Linked DNA regions of Salmo salar: region 1 is linked to region 2. The links are chromatin contacts, called in public Hi-C maps. All regions are on one chromosome and are shown on one strand. The core of a region is the stretch at or near the end of the contact, and the rest is flanking DNA. Distances in the headings are between cores, read along the strand shown. Region 1 overlaps cdk19 (cyclin dependent kinase 19). Region 2 holds the start of LOC106571313 (ribosome production factor 2 homolog).

Region 1 (3,227 bases), core at 724-3,223, 71 kb before region 2:
TTGGATGGAGGGCTGAGGGAATAGGAGAAGAAAATGGCTGAAACCCCTGAAGTACGGAGACATCGGCCAAACTAATTCCAGTCGCCGCCTGTCTAGCAGTCTATCTATCTATCTACACTCACAGGCAGAAAGGAGGAGTGAGTTGTGCACATTAGGATACTATAGCCTTGGGGAAAGTGATCAATGAGGGGGAAAGTAGGGCGTTGAATGTGACGCCACAGCAAGCTAGCTCTGTCTGCCCATCCAGAAAGCAAGGGGATATTAATACATATGTTCTGCTAAGGCTTGACTTTGAAGAGTCCAGCAGCTGTCCACATGCAGCCTCAGCCCCCTGCTAAATATAGCCTAGCACCTCGTCAGTCAGTCAGTCAGTCCAGAACCCCACAGGGTCCGGGCCAAGCCAGGAGGAGACACCTCTGAACAGAACACCATTGAGATCCGGACAACAGGGAGATCACCTTTATCTTACCTTTCTCATATGTAATACCCTCTACCTTCCTCTGTACCATGACCTCCACTCTGTCACTCTTGCTCATAGTCCCTCTCTTTCTCACTTACTAACTCACTCTTGCTCTAACTACAGTCTCACTTACTAACTCACTCTTGCTCTAACTACAGTCTCTCTCTCTCCCTCCCTTCCTCCCCTCCCTCCCTCCCTCCCTGATAGGGGCTCAGTCAAAGATAGAGCAGGCGCCAAGAGGGGGAACAACAATGAGGGCAGCTTATTTTGCTGTCACCTTTATCAACAGGCTAGTCTGAACTGGAGGAATGACATTATCATTCTGATATAACATGACCTGCAATCCTACTAGCTAGCACAATACTCCACTCTGGTCTGAGTTGAAGGGGTTGTGTCTGTTCACTAACCGAGCACAACACGTGTTTTGCACGTCCCTGACATACTCTGCTGTACGCGTCTGTACGTGTTTTAAACCTTGAGGGCTCTTTGGGGAAAAGTTCACAGGCATTAATTTTTACTCCATAGTCAAATTAATCATTAATAAAGGAACACTGTTGATGGCACAAGTTCTGGGTACTCCAAGGGCCTATTTGGATTAAGCAAATTTGAATAAGTCAACCCTAGATAACAAACATGCCGTAGGTTATAAACCGTTGGTGACTGTCATCGCCTTCCATCTCCTTTCAATTAAAAAACGAACAGTAATACTATGGATGTATGTAAGGCTGTAAAAACTCAAACCTGGTGGATCCCAGTGCCTGAGGAGGCTCCTGAAGGCCCGGTGCGAGATTTCTTGTTGGGGGGCCCCTGATCCTGGCCGTGCTGGAGGCCTCCCCCGGCGTTGGCTCCAGTGCCCCCTGCATTGCCGTTGGTCTGGGTGGAGCTCTGCTGGTTAGAAGCCTGCTGGGTGCCACTCTGCTGCTGGGCCTGGGCTGTCGTCTGCTGGTGCTGTTGGACCGGGTTCTGATGGAGGACAAACACATTAATGTTCAGTTGGACAGATACAGAGTAACAGATGGAGACTGCAATAATATTCCATTGTGCACCAACACACTCACAGTTTCCTATCCATACAAAACATATTCCATACATGCACATAGTAAATAAGGTCTGCTAACTCAATAAATGGTATCAAGACAACATTACTGTTCAACAAGAGCCAAATGTACAAATCGCTCACTGATCAATCATGGTCACTGTTTACAGTATTTGGGAACTGGGAAGTATGTTCCCAGTATTGCAGTGTTTGTTTGGGCCTGGTAAACAGTGGGCTGAAATGATTTACAAGAATTACGCTCCGAGCCTTCAGTCCAGCTTATCACTTCTCAACAGCTCCACGACCACGAGGCTGAGACACGTGAAAGTTTGGGTCAGCTAAAACAATGAGTCCCTCTCATACCCTCTGGGCCCTGGTTGGCACAGAGGCCCTGCAGCCTTCCTGACAGCTGCTCTGAGGCAACACTTGTATCAGGTGTTGCCTACTTGACAACAGCTGCCAATGTGATGCAGGGCCGGGGATTCGCAGAAACCGCTCAGTGGGAAGGGGACTGGTATTTCTCTGGCTGTAGCACATGCATACACTCCCCTTCACCTCAAACACACTGATTTGGCTTGGGCATCATACAAGCACCTGCTTTCTATAGGGTCTGGTATATTCACAACATGGTGTTTGATACCAGCCAGCCAACAGTACATTATCAGTAACACTATGGTCCAAGTAAAGCCTCCTGTAGCCTATCTGCTATCAGGGGAACAGCTCCACATCAGTGACCTTTACCTCAAGTAAGATATGAATCGAGAGCTTAGCGAGATACGCTTTCGAGAGCTTAGCGAGATACGCTTTCGAGAGCTTAGCGTTCGAGAGCTTAGCGAGATACGCTTTCGAGAGCTTAGCGAGATACGCTTTCGAGAGCTTAGCTTTCGAGAGCTTAGCGAGATACGCTTTCGAGAGCTTAGCGAGATACGCTTTCGAGAGCTTAGCTTTCGAGAGCTTAGCGAGATACGCTTTCGAGAGCTTAGCGAGATACGCTTTCGAGAGCTTAGCGAGATACGCTTTCGAGAGCTTAGCTTTCGAGAGCTTAGCGAGATACGCTTTCGAGAGCTTAGCGAGATACGCATAGAAAAAGTGTATGAGAGAGAAGGCCTGGGGTTCCCTCTTGATTCATATCTCACTCATCCACCTGTATCCCATGAACTAAAGGCAACCACCTGACATACTTCAGAGTTTTGCCTTCTGATTTCTCATCTTTGTTTAGCCGATGTGTTATCAGGGGACGGGCTAACTGGAGTGACGTTCACCTCCAGAGGTGATTGGACCAACCCTTCTCCTGTGGTGCTGGCTGAAGCTGCTGCTGTTGTGCAGCTTGTCCTTAATCCTACATATCCCATGGTATGTCTTTCTCTCTTCCCTTATTTTAAGGCAGTCCCACTCCTCCCATATTTTCTGTTTATTGGATAGGACAGAGGTATACAGTAAAGATGGATCCGGAATCAAATCCATGCTGCTGCAGTGGTATATGTGGTCCGGAGGCAGCGGCTCAGAACACTAAATCACCCTAGGCCCCAGACTGCTCATTTTCAATGGACCCTTACCCTGCACTTTCAATAACCTTATGAAACCCCTACTGCTGGGCTGACATTCCATTACTGTTTCTATTAAGGTATTTTGGGTCTTTTTATTAAGGTGTTTTGGGTCTTTTTATTAAGGTGTTTTGGGTCTTTTTACTAAGGTGTTTTGGGTCTTTTTACTAAGGTGATTTGGGTCTTT
Region 2 (2,889 bases), core at 112-2,611:
ATCGTAGTGCTTGATGGTTTTTGGGACTGCACTTGAAACTTTCAAAGTTCTTGAAATTTTCCAGATTGACTGACCTTCATGTCTTGAAGTAATGATGGACTGTCATTTCTCTTTGCTTATTTGAGCTGTTCTTGCCATAATATGGACTTGATATTTTTCTACCCCGACCTTGTCACAACACAACTGATTGTCTCAAACGCATTAAGAAGAAAATCAATTCTACAAATGAACTTTTAACAAGGCACACCTGTTAATTGAAATGCAAAGCTGTCATCAAGGCAAAGGGTGGCTACTTTGAAGAATCTCAAATATAAAATATATTTTCATTTGTTTAACACTTTTTTGGTTACTACAGGATTCCATATGTGTTATTTCATAGTTTTGATGTCTTCACTATTTTTCTACAATGTAGAAATAAAGAAAAACCCTTGAATGAGTAGCTGTGTCCAAACTTTTGACTGGTACTGTATATAAATGTTCAGAAAACTTGGGAGTTCAAATAATGTTTGGGGGATCATATATTTTTGGGCTAAATAAAATCAGCTGCCAGTTGGGGAACCCTGACAGGTCTTGCAGCTGTGCAGACAGGAAGGTTTCTGTGAAATCCATAAACATTTGAACGGTAAATACAGTATAAATAGTAAGTGGTGTAATACAACCAAAGTGGGAGAATGACTGGTTATGATTCAAAGTGTCACACAAGTTAATGTCATTGATGAACATTTGTGGAAGTTACAAGGTTCACATTCCATTTCAATATCTCATTCCATGTAGGAAACCGCTGTGTTAATTTGTTCTTCAGTAGCAGTACTCTCACCAACCCTTCCACAGTACTGATTACCCCAGGACTATATCATCCATTACACAACCAGGTTAGAAAAAATAAATAATTATTCAAAAGAACACATTTACATTATGTGCTGTTGTTGAATGTATTCCACTGAAGTAGACAGGAGTATTTCAAAATGTTTCAGCCAATAGATGAATTATGAGGACAGGCCATTCAAGAGCAACGCGATTATGTGGCAAGAAAATAAAAAATGCTAGGGATGTGAACCCACCTTGCTATTATCTTGTCCCTTCTTAGCATTTTCAATTAATAGAATTTGCCCTTTCGGGTCTCGGAAATATAAGAAGGCCTGTATGATTTCATATCACACATGAATGTGATATTTTGTAAAGATACACAAGTTAACATATACTTGAAAATTAATAGTTCTGGAAAAAATGGTAAACCACAAAAGTTTGGGGTTGATGTTGGGTTCTGGGGTTTGAGTTATAGAGGGGGTTTATAGCTCTCTATCGCCATCGTGTGGCCAAACAAGAGTACGACGTGTGTATATACTGTACATAACAACGGATGTGACGTATATGTAACTGCGACATTTTCCGGTGTTGTGAATTCACGTGGAGTATTTTAAAGCAAGCGCCATCAAGCACACGAGTGAAGCAACCAAAATGAAACAAAAGGAAGGAGTAATGTAAGGTTGTGTTTTTTTGTTTCGCTAACTCACGTATTTTATTATTGTATAGTTAACGTCACTTGCTAGCCATGTAGTTAGCTACCTAGCTAGTAGCTACTGTAGTCTTCTAAACCGTGTTAGTTTGAGATCTTCCATCAAGCGAAATATACTATGTCAAAGCATCTGTGTTTTACTCAAGTGTCATGGTGTCTATAGCTGAAGTGTTTTCCTGTTGAATGACTGTTTCCTCAGAAAACCTAAGACGAAGAGGGCTAAGCGCTTTCTTGACAACAGAGCTCCCAAGCTTACAGAGAACGTCAAGAATGCCATGATCATGAAAGGAGGCAACACCAGTATGACTGTCACTCAAGCACTGAAGGACATTGTACGTTTTCTGACTGTCGACCCTCCTCCCCTACCAGAATATTGAAGATTGTCAAGTTTTGAGTGCCAGATAGCTAGGTAACTCTGAATACATGTTTTTTCCCTCTAGTATGCCCTGAAGAAACCAAGTGCTGTACTGTACAAAAAGTAAGTGATTGATTTTAAAGTACCAATGCAGCCGTTTTACTCTCTCAAATAAGTTCTAGGTAACAAATAACTACCTTACTGTGATTGTTTAAAATGGTAAAAAAAAGAAACATAGTCCTAGCATATGAGTCCTTTACTAAGAAGCTATCTGTGAGTTATGGAAGAGAGGTTTGGAGCTCTGTTATTGGTCTTAACTAATTTACCGTCTGGTGACCTTATGGAGCCGTATACCTGCCCATATGTTGAACGTACGTGTCTTTAGGATCATAGGAAGATCATACGTAAATTGTTAGGATCATAAGAAAAGCCATGCGTGAAACATGAACGTAAACTTAACATTTAATCTGTGAACATACAAACACCATGTTACGATTACAGTCTAACATTATAGGTATTATAAAGAGGTATCCTGCACGTTTTCAAGTTCTCTATTAGTTTTCATTTGAGGTTACGTCACATTTTAGGTAGCTAATGTAATGGATTTGTCTAGATGGCACTAGCTGTATTATGCCTACACCTAGCGGATTGAAACATCACTGTTGTATCTCCACAGCATGGACATAAACTACATTTCATTTGCATGAACATAAGATTAAACAACTGAGACAAATAGAACAAGTTCCACAGACATGTTACTAACAGAAATTGAATAATTTGTCCCTGAACAATGGGAGGTCCAAATTAAAGTAACAGTCAGTATCTGGTGTGGCCACCAGCTGCATTAAGTACTGCAGTGCATCTCCTCCTCATGGACTGCACCCTCAGTCCAGCCTCTCCCAGCCTATTGCGGACAGTCTGAGCAATGATGGCGGGATTGTGTGTTCCTGGTGTAACTCGGGTAGTTGTTGCCATCCTGTACCTGTCCCGCAGGTGTGTGTTCTGATGTACCAATCCT

The links. A called contact is a pair of places that touch in the nucleus more often than the background predicts.
Region 1: a contact with region 2 is called in a Hi-C map of muscle, with 7 times the contacts expected there. The contact joins the enhancer-like site here to the promoter of LOC106571313 in region 2. A contact is called at or near these places in 2 of 3 Hi-C or Micro-C datasets (gill and muscle).

What each region holds. Positions count from the first base shown.
Region 1 is chrssa15:35,651,042-35,654,268 of Ssal_v3.1, reverse strand. It overlaps cdk19 (cyclin dependent kinase 19), which reads right to left. Exons shown (of 14, transcript XR_001320907.2): 12 at 1,202-1,423. Among protein-coding and RNA genes, the nearest start is that of LOC106571309, 21 kb to the left of the region's middle. Within about 2 kb of position 1,973, at least 1 of the 13 cell types and tissues checked has an H3K27ac peak or open chromatin away from gene starts, as enhancers often do. A contact at or near this core is called in muscle, where this site is marked.
Region 2 is chrssa15:35,579,430-35,582,318 of Ssal_v3.1, reverse strand. LOC106571313 (ribosome production factor 2 homolog) reads left to right here and starts at 1,361. Exons shown (of 10, transcript XM_014144237.2): 1 at 1,361-1,481; 2 at 1,716-1,848; 3 at 1,957-1,994. The coding sequence starts at 1,459.